Regions from separate parts of the Callithrix jacchus genome. Here region 1 is linked to region 2. Evidence: chromatin contacts called from public Hi-C data. All regions are on one chromosome and are shown on one strand. Each heading gives the region's core, a stretch centred on a gene start, on an enhancer-like site or on the middle of the called end of the contact. The rest is flanking DNA. Distances are from core to core; before and after follow the strand shown. Region 1 holds the start of MEIS1 (Meis homeobox 1). Region 2 has its middle 150 kb from the start of MEIS1.

The links. Hi-C and Micro-C count contacts between places; a contact is called where the count stands out from the background.
Region 1: a Hi-C map of induced pluripotent stem cells shows a contact between it and region 2, with 7 times the contacts expected there. The contact joins the promoter of MEIS1 here to the enhancer-like site in region 2. A contact is called at or near these places in 3 of 3 Hi-C or Micro-C datasets (induced pluripotent stem cells and skeletal muscle).

What each region holds. Positions count from the first base shown.
Region 1 is chr14:47,466,232-47,472,160 of calJac240_pri, forward strand. MEIS1 (Meis homeobox 1) reads right to left here and starts at 2,773. Exons shown (of 13, transcript XM_003734725.6): 1 at 2,042-2,773; 2 at 1-181. The coding sequence starts at 2,053.
Region 2 is chr14:47,318,259-47,323,744 of calJac240_pri, forward strand. No RefSeq gene overlaps it. Among named protein-coding and RNA genes, the nearest start is that of MEIS1, 150 kb to the right of the region's middle. Within about 2 kb of position 3,818, at least 4 of the 16 cell types and tissues checked have an H3K27ac peak or open chromatin away from gene starts, as enhancers often do.

The DNA.
Region 1 (5,929 bases), core at 1,523-4,022, 150 kb after region 2:
AGCCCATGCTGGGGGCCATGGCGTTGGTGTGAGCTGTGTGCGGGTACTGATGCGAGTGCAGAGGAGGCCCGTGGTTCAGGTGGTGGACCGGCTGCATGGACCTGGCTGCATGCGGGTCCCCATACATCGTGGAGGGGATGCCTACTCCATCCATGCCCCCGTAATGGGGTAGATCGTCGTACTGCATGACAAACAGGAGAGAAAGAAGGTTCAGAAGGCCAGGCGGGCAAATGGGAGAACCGCAAGGCACCGAGCTTATATAAAGTCAGTCCAGTTGGATCCTTCCACCCGGAATTCGGTGGCCTCGCATCTCTAAAGCTGAGTTTTCTTATTTTACAAAAGAGATTTTTTTAAGTAAAAATGACAGAATTCTCAGTGAGACTCGCCTGGGATGAATGATCTTGCTCTTACTTGTGTCCCTATCAACTAATTCAGAAATTCAGGCTCCTTTCGTAAGGAAGGAAGCAAGAAGGAGAGAAAGAGAAGCATTTTCCCGAGGGGGGAAGGTGAAACGGGCATGTCTCTGGAGGAAGAAATTCAAAATCACAATAAAAGATGCCAGGACAGTGCAGCAAATCTGCCTACTTTCACAGCCCCTTCACATCAGGGGGAATAATAAAAAAAAAAGTTACGATGGGAACAGCTACGCCAAGCACGTGAATTTAGACAGGCTTCTCATTTTATTTCCCTGCCAGCATGAGGTTAGGCAGTCCTGCAAGACACTGCATTTATTTTGCTTTCCAAGACAAACTTTGCTAAATTATATTAAACTGACCCCTTATAAATGAAACTCAAAGAAGGGTAGCTTTTCCTGAATATCAGAGCTGAATTTAGAATTGAGCAATCCCCCACCCAAAGTTAAAGAAAATCTGCAATTGAAGCAGCTAATATTCTATTTTCTTATTTACTCTTATGAACTTTCTTTCCAGACTAGAAGATAAGGAGGCAAATGTTACTCACCAGGTTTAAAGCAAATTCAAAAGCAAATGCACAGAAAACCTCCCATCTTCCTCTTGCAGAAAAAAAAAAAAAAAAAACACCCAAAACTACTTTCATATTGATTGTCATTATTTTGTGTGTGTGAAATTTAGCTATTTAGGTTTTTCTAATTGGTTCATTCCAAGCAAGTTATTTTCTCAAGATTTGGAGGTGCTGAGAGTGAAATGATTTTCAAAGAAAGGAGGAATTGCCACTTTCATCTCCTTAAAGCCAGAGGTGTGAAGAGTTTGGAAGAACGCTGACATTTGCCTGAACCAAAGGAGTAAAGAAAAATATGTCAGCCTAGTAACTTTCTTTGGCAAACAGGGCTTTGAGGGCCAGGACACAAATTATGCAGGAAGGCTTTTTGTAGACCCCCTTTCTTTTAAGAAACTACCTCAGTTGGGTTGTCATTGTCTCACTTTACTCTCACTGCATTTCCATTGAAAAAGAAATGTGGGGAAATTAGTATTGCATTTTTAAAGTGAGTAACTGTGTGCTTAGTATCCAATTAGTACATGGCTTATCTAAGAAAAACTTGCAAAATATTGCCTTGAATACAAATCTACACAAATTGAAATTATTATAAAAAGATGAATGTTTTCTGATCCAAAAATTGGCTATACTATGACAAAGTTATTTGCTTTAAAAAGCTAAATACTTCTAGTGATATTAAAGATGAGCATAATCAATAACATATCTATCAGAAGTTTCCAGCTGCATATTTTAGTTTAAACATAACTTTCAAACTTCTGATCTATGAATATTCAAATTATAGCATTAGGTATCTAGCTTTTTTTAAAGCAGATGATTGAGCTTGCATTTTTATTTATATAGCTGCTGGTTAGGAATCTACAGATAAATTGATTCCTTTAATTAACAACTCCAAGTAACATACACAAGTCTACAAATACATTGAATAAATCCTCTCGCTTTAGGCCACGGCTTTAGGAGCCTCAGTTTTAAAAAGAGAGAGAAAAAAGGAAACTTTTTAGTAGTGTCTTTCGGCCACGTTTCAATTTAATCTCACATTTGAGTTCCACAATTGTTTTTTAATACGTACCCTTTGCGCCATCGGCCTCTCTGGCTCCCTTCCTACTTCAACTTCTAATATATCCTCTTTAAGGCCAGTGTGAAAAGAAACAAATATGCAAACTCCCCCGGAAAAAAAAAAAAAGACGACGAAAAATCCCTTAACGTCTCCTGCAACGTGAGCTACTGGTCCCAGATCTTCGGTCTACGGGACCTGAAGCAAAGCGCCCGAGTCACTGAACATAAAAGCGCTCCGTTTCCAAGACAGCAGCGGGGGCAAAAAAAAAAAAAGCAGATCTTCTCTCCCCCAAAAATCAGTTTAAAAAAAAAAAAAAAAAAAAAAAAAGAGAGCGCCCCTCAGAACCAACTACCAAATCTCATGGCTTTCTGCCACTCCAGCTGTCAATCACAGGCGAGGTTGTCAACGTGGTGAATGAATGATCATCCGCTCTGTCTTCTTCTGGTCAGAACACCTCAAATGTTAATATTCAAATGCACAAAGCCCTAGCGCTCGCTTCTCTTGAATCAGTTCTAATTTCTAATCAGTTTCTCTCTTCTCTCTCTCTTTCTTTCTCTCCCTCTCTCTCCCTCTCTCTCCCTCTTTGCAAGTGCTGCACTGGAGGGAGATTAGAGAAGGAGGGTTAAAAAAAATGTCTGTCTGAGTTTGTCTTAAAGGAGCCACGATCGATGCTGCCCGCTTGCAGTCCCCGTGCGTGTGTAAAGTGTGTGTTGCACAGGCGGAGAGGTGGATTCCGACCAGAATGCTAGAACCCGGAAGTAGTGGTGGCCATAACAGGTCGCGTCTTACACAATGCATTGGGCTGCAGCAAGTAGGCTCCTCGGCAGGGGTGGGTGCGCGAAGCGAGCTCCGGCCCCACTCGAAAGGCAGAGAGGCGCTCGATTAAATCGCAAGCCCGGACACAAACACCATACACCCAGGGCACACGCACACAAACGCAGGCAGTAGCCCACGGCCGCCGGCTTTATTTTCAGTATTCTTTTCTCTCCCTCCCCCTGCAGACTTTCTCCCCAAAGCCCGCTTTCTTGAAATAAATTGGGAATCAACGCCCGGCAGGCAGAAGCGGGAGTTATTTTGCACAGGGCTCCGCGCCTAGACCTCATGACTTTCCTAGAAATTATTGGGGTCTGCCAGTGTTTTTCGGGGTAGGGGGTGATGCGCAAAGTACTGAATTCTCAGAACTAAACACGGCCAGGAGAAAAGTCAAACCGAGAGCGTGGAGGAGGAGGAGACGGAGGAGGAGGAGAAGCCGGGCTGGGAAAGCCTCTGCTCAGGAGTCCTGAGAACGTGGGGTGGAGGTGGCTCCGTCTTTCTGCAGACCCAGCTTAGAGGTTTCTTTGCTGTTCGAGGAGGACGCTGGGCCGGGGGAAAAGGAAATACTCTCATTTTGTCACTTCGGGTCTAGACTCCCCCACCTTCTAACCCCGGCTGCTCCCAACCCCAACCCAGGCGTCCTGCGCGAAGTAGAGAGGAAGGAGGGAACAATGAGCTGAGCGCCGGGATTGTGCCCCCCGTGCCTATTTACAAACACCAAGCTATTTATGATATCCGGAAAGCGAAACCCGGCGCGGGCTCTCAGCACCCCAGTCCTCGCGGGCGGAGCCCCGGCCGGGGAGCAGCGGGGAGGGAGGCGCTTTCTCCGACCCGCTGGAGAAGAGGCGGCGGTGCGCCCAGGGCGCGGCGCGACGCTGCTGGAGTGCTAGTCTCGGGCTGCAGCCACTGCTGCCTTTGTCTTAGAAGCGCCGAGAGGCTCCAGCCTCTGTCTCTCTCGGGCCTGGAGAAGCCCCGCGCCCCCCTCTCCAAGCTATTTCTCCAGCGACGCCCTGCTCTCACCACCCTAGACATCCTTTCCCGCACTCGGCCTCCCCGTCCCTAACCTGACTCGGCGAAACCTCCCAGTGCCAGAGAAAGAGAAATCCTCCTCGGAAGCTGACATTTCAGACAAAAGCTGCCGGTATCTATAACTCGAAGGCTCCAATCAGCCACTGTATATTTATTTATTTATTTTTTTTAACTTTAACACCTATTCACTGGGCTTTAATTTTTCCCCTTTATTCTCCCACTCTAAGCTTGTCCCTTGTGATTATATCTAGTGGCGTTATTTTCGTATTTATATTTCGGTCCACTGGACTCAGATCTGCCGAGATGGCTCAGCCGCAGCAGCTCCTAACAGCGGCTGGAAACCTCACATCCCCAAGCAGGGCTCGTAGCTTGCTAGTCTCGGAGAGGATTTTTCCCCCTCCCTCCCGCTTGAAGCCTCGCAGAAAACTCCCCCTGCGGTCGACTGGAAAATGAGCTCACCCAAATCTCGGTAGGCAGCCGCGGAGGAGCGCTCGGCCAATCAGGAGGCGCCCCCGCCCAGGCAGCCGCGCATTGGCTGCGGGGAAAATCAATTATCAAATAATCGATCAGCAGGGAGCTTCGATCTGCGGGGAGTGCAAACTGCCAGTCCCTATTCCCGCCCTGAAGGTGGCCAAAAGGCTGACTCCCTCGAAGCAGCCCGCCCGTGCCCCCACGGCCCCCACCCCCGTCCCACTCGCCAGTTGCGGACTGAACCCTCACCCTCGAGTGAGTGTAGGCAGGGGAGAAGAGTTTTGAGAAAGACTGGGGGGATCCTTTCATCAGGAGATTGTTTGGGAAAGGTTAGAAGCTCCAAAATGTATTGAAGCCAACTCTTAAGCGCAAAGTAAAAAAGAATTTGCGTACGTCCGCGAGGTAGGACTGGAGTTTCTATAGAGTGGGCTTCCGAGTAGCAGAGGACACAGGGCGAGCATCATCAGAACAGAGGTCTGGAATGAGGTTCCACCGAGCGTCTGTAGTCTCCCTAGGCGACAACTATCGCTTCCTTTAGCACTCTGCAAGAGTCAACGCGGGTTGATAGCCCCCAACCGTGGAGTGTTTCCACAAAGCCAGCAGATGAGCCTTCCCAGCCTCCTACATTGCACCCTTCCCCGCCCCCAACTCCGTACTGGCACCCGGTGTGCCTGAAGGACTGATACCCGTTCTCCCAAAACCTTCAGAAGCGCTTTGCCTCGAAGGAGCTCCGTGTTTATTTATTTTTTTAAACCATCTCCAGGATCCCTTATCATTTCCTTCCTCTCTCTTTTTTCTTTCTCTCTGTTTCTCCCTCTCTTTTTTCTGACACTCAGGTTTCAGGATCTTTTAGTTTTTTCCATCACGTACACGTGTAGTGTTTTCTTGCACAAACGCCCTGAAACATCACTTGGGAGGTTAAGGCAGGCCCGCGAGTAAAAGCTGGGGACGGAGAGGGGTGGGCAGCCAGGTGCATTACCAGCGCCTTTATGCCCATGCCTGCACTCCCCCCTCCGGCCCCACAACCGGATCTTGGAAGCAGAATATCAGGCCAAGACGGAACCTCCCCGTCTCTGGAAGGCGATTTCTGTTAATTTTTTGGAGACTGCTCTGGTTGGGCCAAGGCAACAAACACACTCCTTTTCCGATTAGGGAGTGGACTAAGCTGGGCCGGCAGCCTGCGACCTTTTCCCCGAACCGCAGCCGACTTCGGCGGTTACCTGAGCGCCTTCCGACGGCTGCCCGCGGGGGTGTGATCATCGTCCCAGCAGCAGGCCCGCCAGGCAACTGCGCGACTCGGGGGTAGGAGGGAGACGCGGGGGTAGGGTGGGAGTCAAACCCAACACCGACGGGGCACACCTATGTTTACGATCCTTAAATGAACTGCTAGGGAAATTGTGTAAGTATAATTTAACTGAGAGAAATTTACTGCGAAATACACTTACATGACTGTGGTCTTTAACAGCCTTAGGGGTTCTTTGGCAAAGAGGTAACGGGGCTTAGAGTTAACACAATCCTGCGGCCACATTTTCAAATTTGGAAATGGTATATATACTTGACCACAGAATTTATTTTGTATTGTTGCTT
Region 2 (5,486 bases), core at 2,568-5,067:
GGGAGGCGCAATCTGTTCAGGGGCCAGAGCCTCGCAGAGCCCCAGGGGTCCTCAGCCCCTGGGGAGAAGGAGCTCAGCCGACGTCCGGCCGGCGCCTTCCAAAAGCAGCGCCACACCGGCTTTCGAAAGTGACCGGTCCCGGCAAAGCGGACAGCGGAGCCACCTGGGGCGGGCGTCTGGGGAGGAGCGGGAGAAGAAGGGAAAAGGGACAGTGGGGCGGCGGGGAAAGAAAGCAAACAGACCTGCGTCGCTCCCCCTTTTGTCTTTACACCGCTTATCTCAAGAAATCAACTCAACATCCAGTAAGCCTCCGCCAGGCTTGTTTTTGTTTGTTTGTGTGACTTAGATCACAGATAGAACTAGAGACCAAACCTGAGGAGAGAGAGAGAGAGAGAGAGAGACAGAGAGAGAGAGAGAGAGAGAGAGAGAGAGAGAGAGAGAGAGGGAGAGGAGAGAAGCGGGGCTACTGGTGGTGAAGGGACGGTGAACTTCTCACCTTTCTTTAACTCAGAACAACACGTCCTTTAAAAAAATTCCACACACCGCCAAGTGTGTGTGTGTATGTGCGTGTGTGTTTCGCTGTTAATTGCATTTTGCTGGGATGATCTTTTACGACTCGAAAACAAGCAGCTGGGAAAATATTCACGTTTGGGACAGAAAACATTTTTTATTTATATCTTTGACATTTAAAAGAGCAGAATTAATTTGTCCTGTCTACATTAGCATTGAGAGAAAGTTTCAGAAATCTACCCGGGGGGGGGGAGGGAGAGCGGGTTGGGGCGGGGGGGAAGCGGGGGGGGGGAGAAAAAGAGAAAGAAAAAAGAAAGCGAAGAAAGGAAAAGAAAAGCTGGGCTTGGTTTTTCTTATTTCAGATCTGTAATCAATCATTGAAATAAGAGGCAGCAAAATTGTAAAGATTCGATAGATTAAAATGCAAATGAAAGGTAGAAAAAGAAACATTAACATGGCGATCAAAGATTTAATAACCATAAATCAAGTTTTTTTCTGTTGCAGCTGCAGTTTGTGTGTGTGTTTATGTTTTAATCATGTTCGTTCCATAAATAAATAATTTTGAAACGAGACTAATTTTTCATTATTTTAACCGTGGGCTACAACACTAAATATTAAAAATAGAAAGCATGTATGGTGCCAGTTCTGCAACCAACTAAGAAAAAGACTTGTGTTGATTGGTTAAATCAAGGAGTTTCAACTGTATGTTTTGAAAATCAGTGTATTATGCTAAAAAATTCTATCTTAACTGACAAAGCCCAAAGTTTTATTTTCTCTTTAATATTTTATGTTAACGACAAGATACCATTTATATTAAATATATGCATGGCTGCGTATTCATTACAGTTTGAGCATTTTCAAAGAATGAAAGTGTCAGAATATTTAAATGATACAAAACATATATTATTTCAAAGTGCCTTGACAGAATTTCTGGAAAATAATACATTTTAGGATAATCTACCTTTCAGAGAAAAAAGTAATGGTTCAACACAGTTAAAACTTTTTTAGCTTTACTATTAAAGTTATTTTTCCTAGGGGGAATATTTTAGCCCTTTGTTTTATTATAATTCAATTTAAGGTTTTATGTCAAAATATCAAATTATCAGAGCACACTATTTACGTACTCATTTTCTCAACTATAATGAAAGCTTTTCATTTAGATATTTTTATGTAAAACATTAATTTATATGGTTAATTTAGAAATATCTAGAACTTTAAAAGTAAAACACCTGGACTTTCTTTCTTTCTCTCTCTCTTTCCACCCCCCCTTTCTCTCTCTCTCTCTCTCTCTCATCATCATCATCATCATCATTATCATCATCTTCTTATTAACATAGAGAGGACACATTTTCAGAAGACTGGAAACTTTTTTTCTGCTGATACAGACTTGCAATGTTTAAAACAAGCTTTTTGCTTAATTCTGCATTTGAAGGAATGATTCCCCCTAGTATACTAAAATGATGAGTTAGAATTGTTTCCATTTCTCCTCTTTCCACAAATTAAAACGATCACCAAATCTGGAATACATGTTTCCTTTCTAAAACCTTTAAGTTAAATCTGAGCTAAGTTAATGTCCACTCACTGCCCCCATCCCAGCCAAACAATCACGTTTTCACTGTGACAGTCCAATAATGCATTTAGTTTAAAATTACACTTGGACCTTTCCTCCTTTGTATTTTTTCATTTACTTCAATGCAACAAGATGACTTGATTTTCATGGGATTACATGAACTCCATTCAGTGTTACTGGGACACTTCTGCTCAACTAAATACTTGCCTTAATAGACAAATGAACTTCTTTTTATTTGCTGGAGTTTGTAGATGGTTTTAGATAAGAGTGTGCAACTGATTTAGTTATTGTTGTTGTGAGAATCGAACAGCCACAAAAGTCATTTATCTAAACTGAAGAGCTATGACTCTACAAGGGAGAAGCAAGGGCAGAATCACGGGGAATTATTTCAGTTTATAGCTATTATTAATTAAACTGGATGTGGTTTTATTCTGCTCTTTTAGTACCGACCTTGTTAAAAGCTCCCAGCTACCTACCTTTTTCCCCTCACCCCCATTTTTTTTTCATTTATTAGGATTCATGTGGATGGGGATTGCCTTTTCTATATTATATCACCAAGCAGTTACAGTGTAAAATCTCATGCGCCTTCAGACGATCGCACCCCTCCCAGAAAAAAAGAAAAGGAAAAAGAAATGCTTTCTTATTTCATTCAGTTTTAGCATCTTGTATCGTTGAAATGCAAGACAGGTACTTGATTTAGCATTTAAGCAAAAGGTTATACAAACCGCGTTTTAGAAAGTGTTGGGATGTCCGACAGGGTCAGCCCTAGATCAGATCATTTTTTGAATGCAGACCTAAAGATAATGAGTACTTGTTGTATTAAAGGGGACAAACAGTACTTTGGCTTCCTCTGACCCCAGAATGCACGGCTCGGTTTCATTGATCATCCTCCTTTATGAGATAATGCAATTACAAACATCAATAAGGGGCTGCAAGGGGAATCATTATGCGGTGACAGTGATAAATGACGGTGCAGAAATAGCATGCTTTTCCCCCCTAACAATCCAGGAGCCCAGGGGCTCCGGGGGCTGAACACAGTCGCCAAGGAAACAGATGACATCCCAAACGGCACCAAAAGAAAAAAAATGAACAGTCTTTCTTTGCCTTTCACTCTTTACCGTCTTCCAAAGAGTTAGTTTTGGCTCAAGCAGCAGCTGCTACACAGGCATTTCGTTATTTCATACATTAAAGACTGGAACGGGCAGTGGGAGTCTCCTCCCCTTTCATCCCCACCCCCATTAGATAACACACAAAGCTCGCCGTTCAGTTTAGGACTACCTGAAAATGCCCGTCTCAAAAATCAGATTGGGGTGGGGTGGAGGGGTGTCGGGAACCTGGATTTGCACAGTTCTTGCGTTGTGTTTCCCCTGCTTTTGTCCAGTGGAAACTGAGTCTCCAGAACAAGCTGGCGCCTCGCGGGTCCGCCAGTAAAAGGACGGGTGCGCGTGGCTTGCCTCCATCTCCTCGCCGTGCCAGACGCTGCTCTGTGCCAAGGCGGGGGCCGAGAAGCAGGCAACTGCTGAGGGTGTTTGCTGCTGTGCTGGGTTTCTTTGGGATGGAGTTTTCAATGCGCGCAGAGATCGCCCCTAAATCCAGAAATCTGGTTCTTTAAAGCCTCGGGGTGCCCTCAGCAAGTGGCTTCAAAAGGGCCTCACTGATTGTTCCCCACCCACCCATGCCTAGAAAGGTGGTTGAGGTAGGTGGGCGGAAAAGCGTCGGGCTACCAGACTTCTGTGCGGGCCCTGAGGCTGCGGGGGACTGCGAAGGGGCAGAACCTCTGGACGCTAGGTGGAGAAGAGGAACTTGCCACTTGCGGGGAGGAGAGGAGGAAGAAAGTACAGAGGTGCGAGGGAGGCCTAGGAAGAAAGGCAGAGGGAGGGGAAAAGGAAAGCGAGCAAAAGCTATCCCACCCTTCCAGGAGGTCGTCTTCCCGCGCGAAACAGATACAGGGTTTCTAACCCCTTCCTGGACCGCCTCGGCTTGGAGCTAGGGACCCCCGCTCGACGCTCCCTGCCACACACGGCCCCCACGGGAGGAGCGGGCCAAGCGGGTGAGCGAAGCAGGTGACTTTATTCACTGCTTCCCCAATCGGCGAGGTCCCGGGACTCGTTTTCCGCCTGGAGATTAAGATCATTGCTCGCGTAATGAACTTAATGCTTTAGGGTAGAGGTGAGTGTGTCTGCGAGTGGGCAGGGCTAGAAATTACCGACCCGATCGATGGGAGACTGGCTTAAAACTAAATCCCTTTTCTCTAGGGCTTCACCGCCCGGGTTTCCCCGCAGTGGGCTGAGCGCGCAGGGATGTCAGAAGGCAGCGAGCCGAGGGGCGACCAGTGGGGCGCCGGGCAAGTCAGAACCGAGGCCCCAAAAATGCTTCCCCCATCTCCCCACGGAGACCCCCAGGGTAGTATTTTCAGAGCAAAGGCTCTTTAAAGCTCCAACGTTGGCGAACTGATTGCTCAATACGCTGTTTGTTTTTCCTTTCAGCTTCGCCTAGGGAGAGAATGTTTCAGACGCCCTAGCGGGCAGAGTGGGAGGAAAAGGGAGCCCTCCCCTCCCAGCCATCAGCTGTCTCCCTCAGGTCCCTGACCCCTCGAATATCGCTCACTACTTCTTCCCCAAACCCTGGGATTCCCAGCCTCCTGTAGGCTCCGCACCTTGGCCACCCTAAGTGATACGCGCCGCTAACAGCCAATGGGCAAGGCATGGCATGTGAGAAGAGTGTGAGACAAGGAAAAGTGCCCAGCCAAGCAGGGCGCCCCACTGCCCTGTTCCACACCATTCTCCGTCGGCATCCAAGCGCCTACGCGGGAGTTTTGCGGCGTGAAGTGATGTTTTTACTACCTTTGCATGGGCCGAGGGCCTGCGGGGATCCGAAAGGCTGGGGAAGGGTTGCAGAGCGTTTAAAGTGACCCTGAGGAGCTCCTGCCTAAGGCGTCCTTAGGTGCTGTCCGCGGCTTCCCAGCCGCGGCTCCAGACTCCGGCACTCTCCGCCCAACGCCCTCCCAGTGGGCCGTGCGCGCTTTCCCTGTGCTCCCTAGTCCCCAGGCTCTCAGGGTCGCGCTCCCATGGCCACCAAGGGACTCTGGAGTCCGGGGCCCGGATGTGGCAGAGTTCTTTAGGAAGTCTCTGGGCTATAACAAAGCACTCCAAGAGGTTCCAAGGAGAGAGGGCCCGGAGCCCCACCCAGGAGATGCCTCTCCACAACCTCCTTCGCAGACCCCTGGTCGCCCCATCTCCAGAGACAAAGTCAACAGTCCTTTAGACTAGACTCTGAGATGGGATTGAAGAGAAGGCAGGAGGCTAAGGCAGTCGCCAGCGCAGCGCCCGCGGCCAGAGCTGTGGTCTGGGGGCAAAGACCTGTCCGCTCACACCCTGGGCCTAGGCCGGGACCCGGCATATCGCGG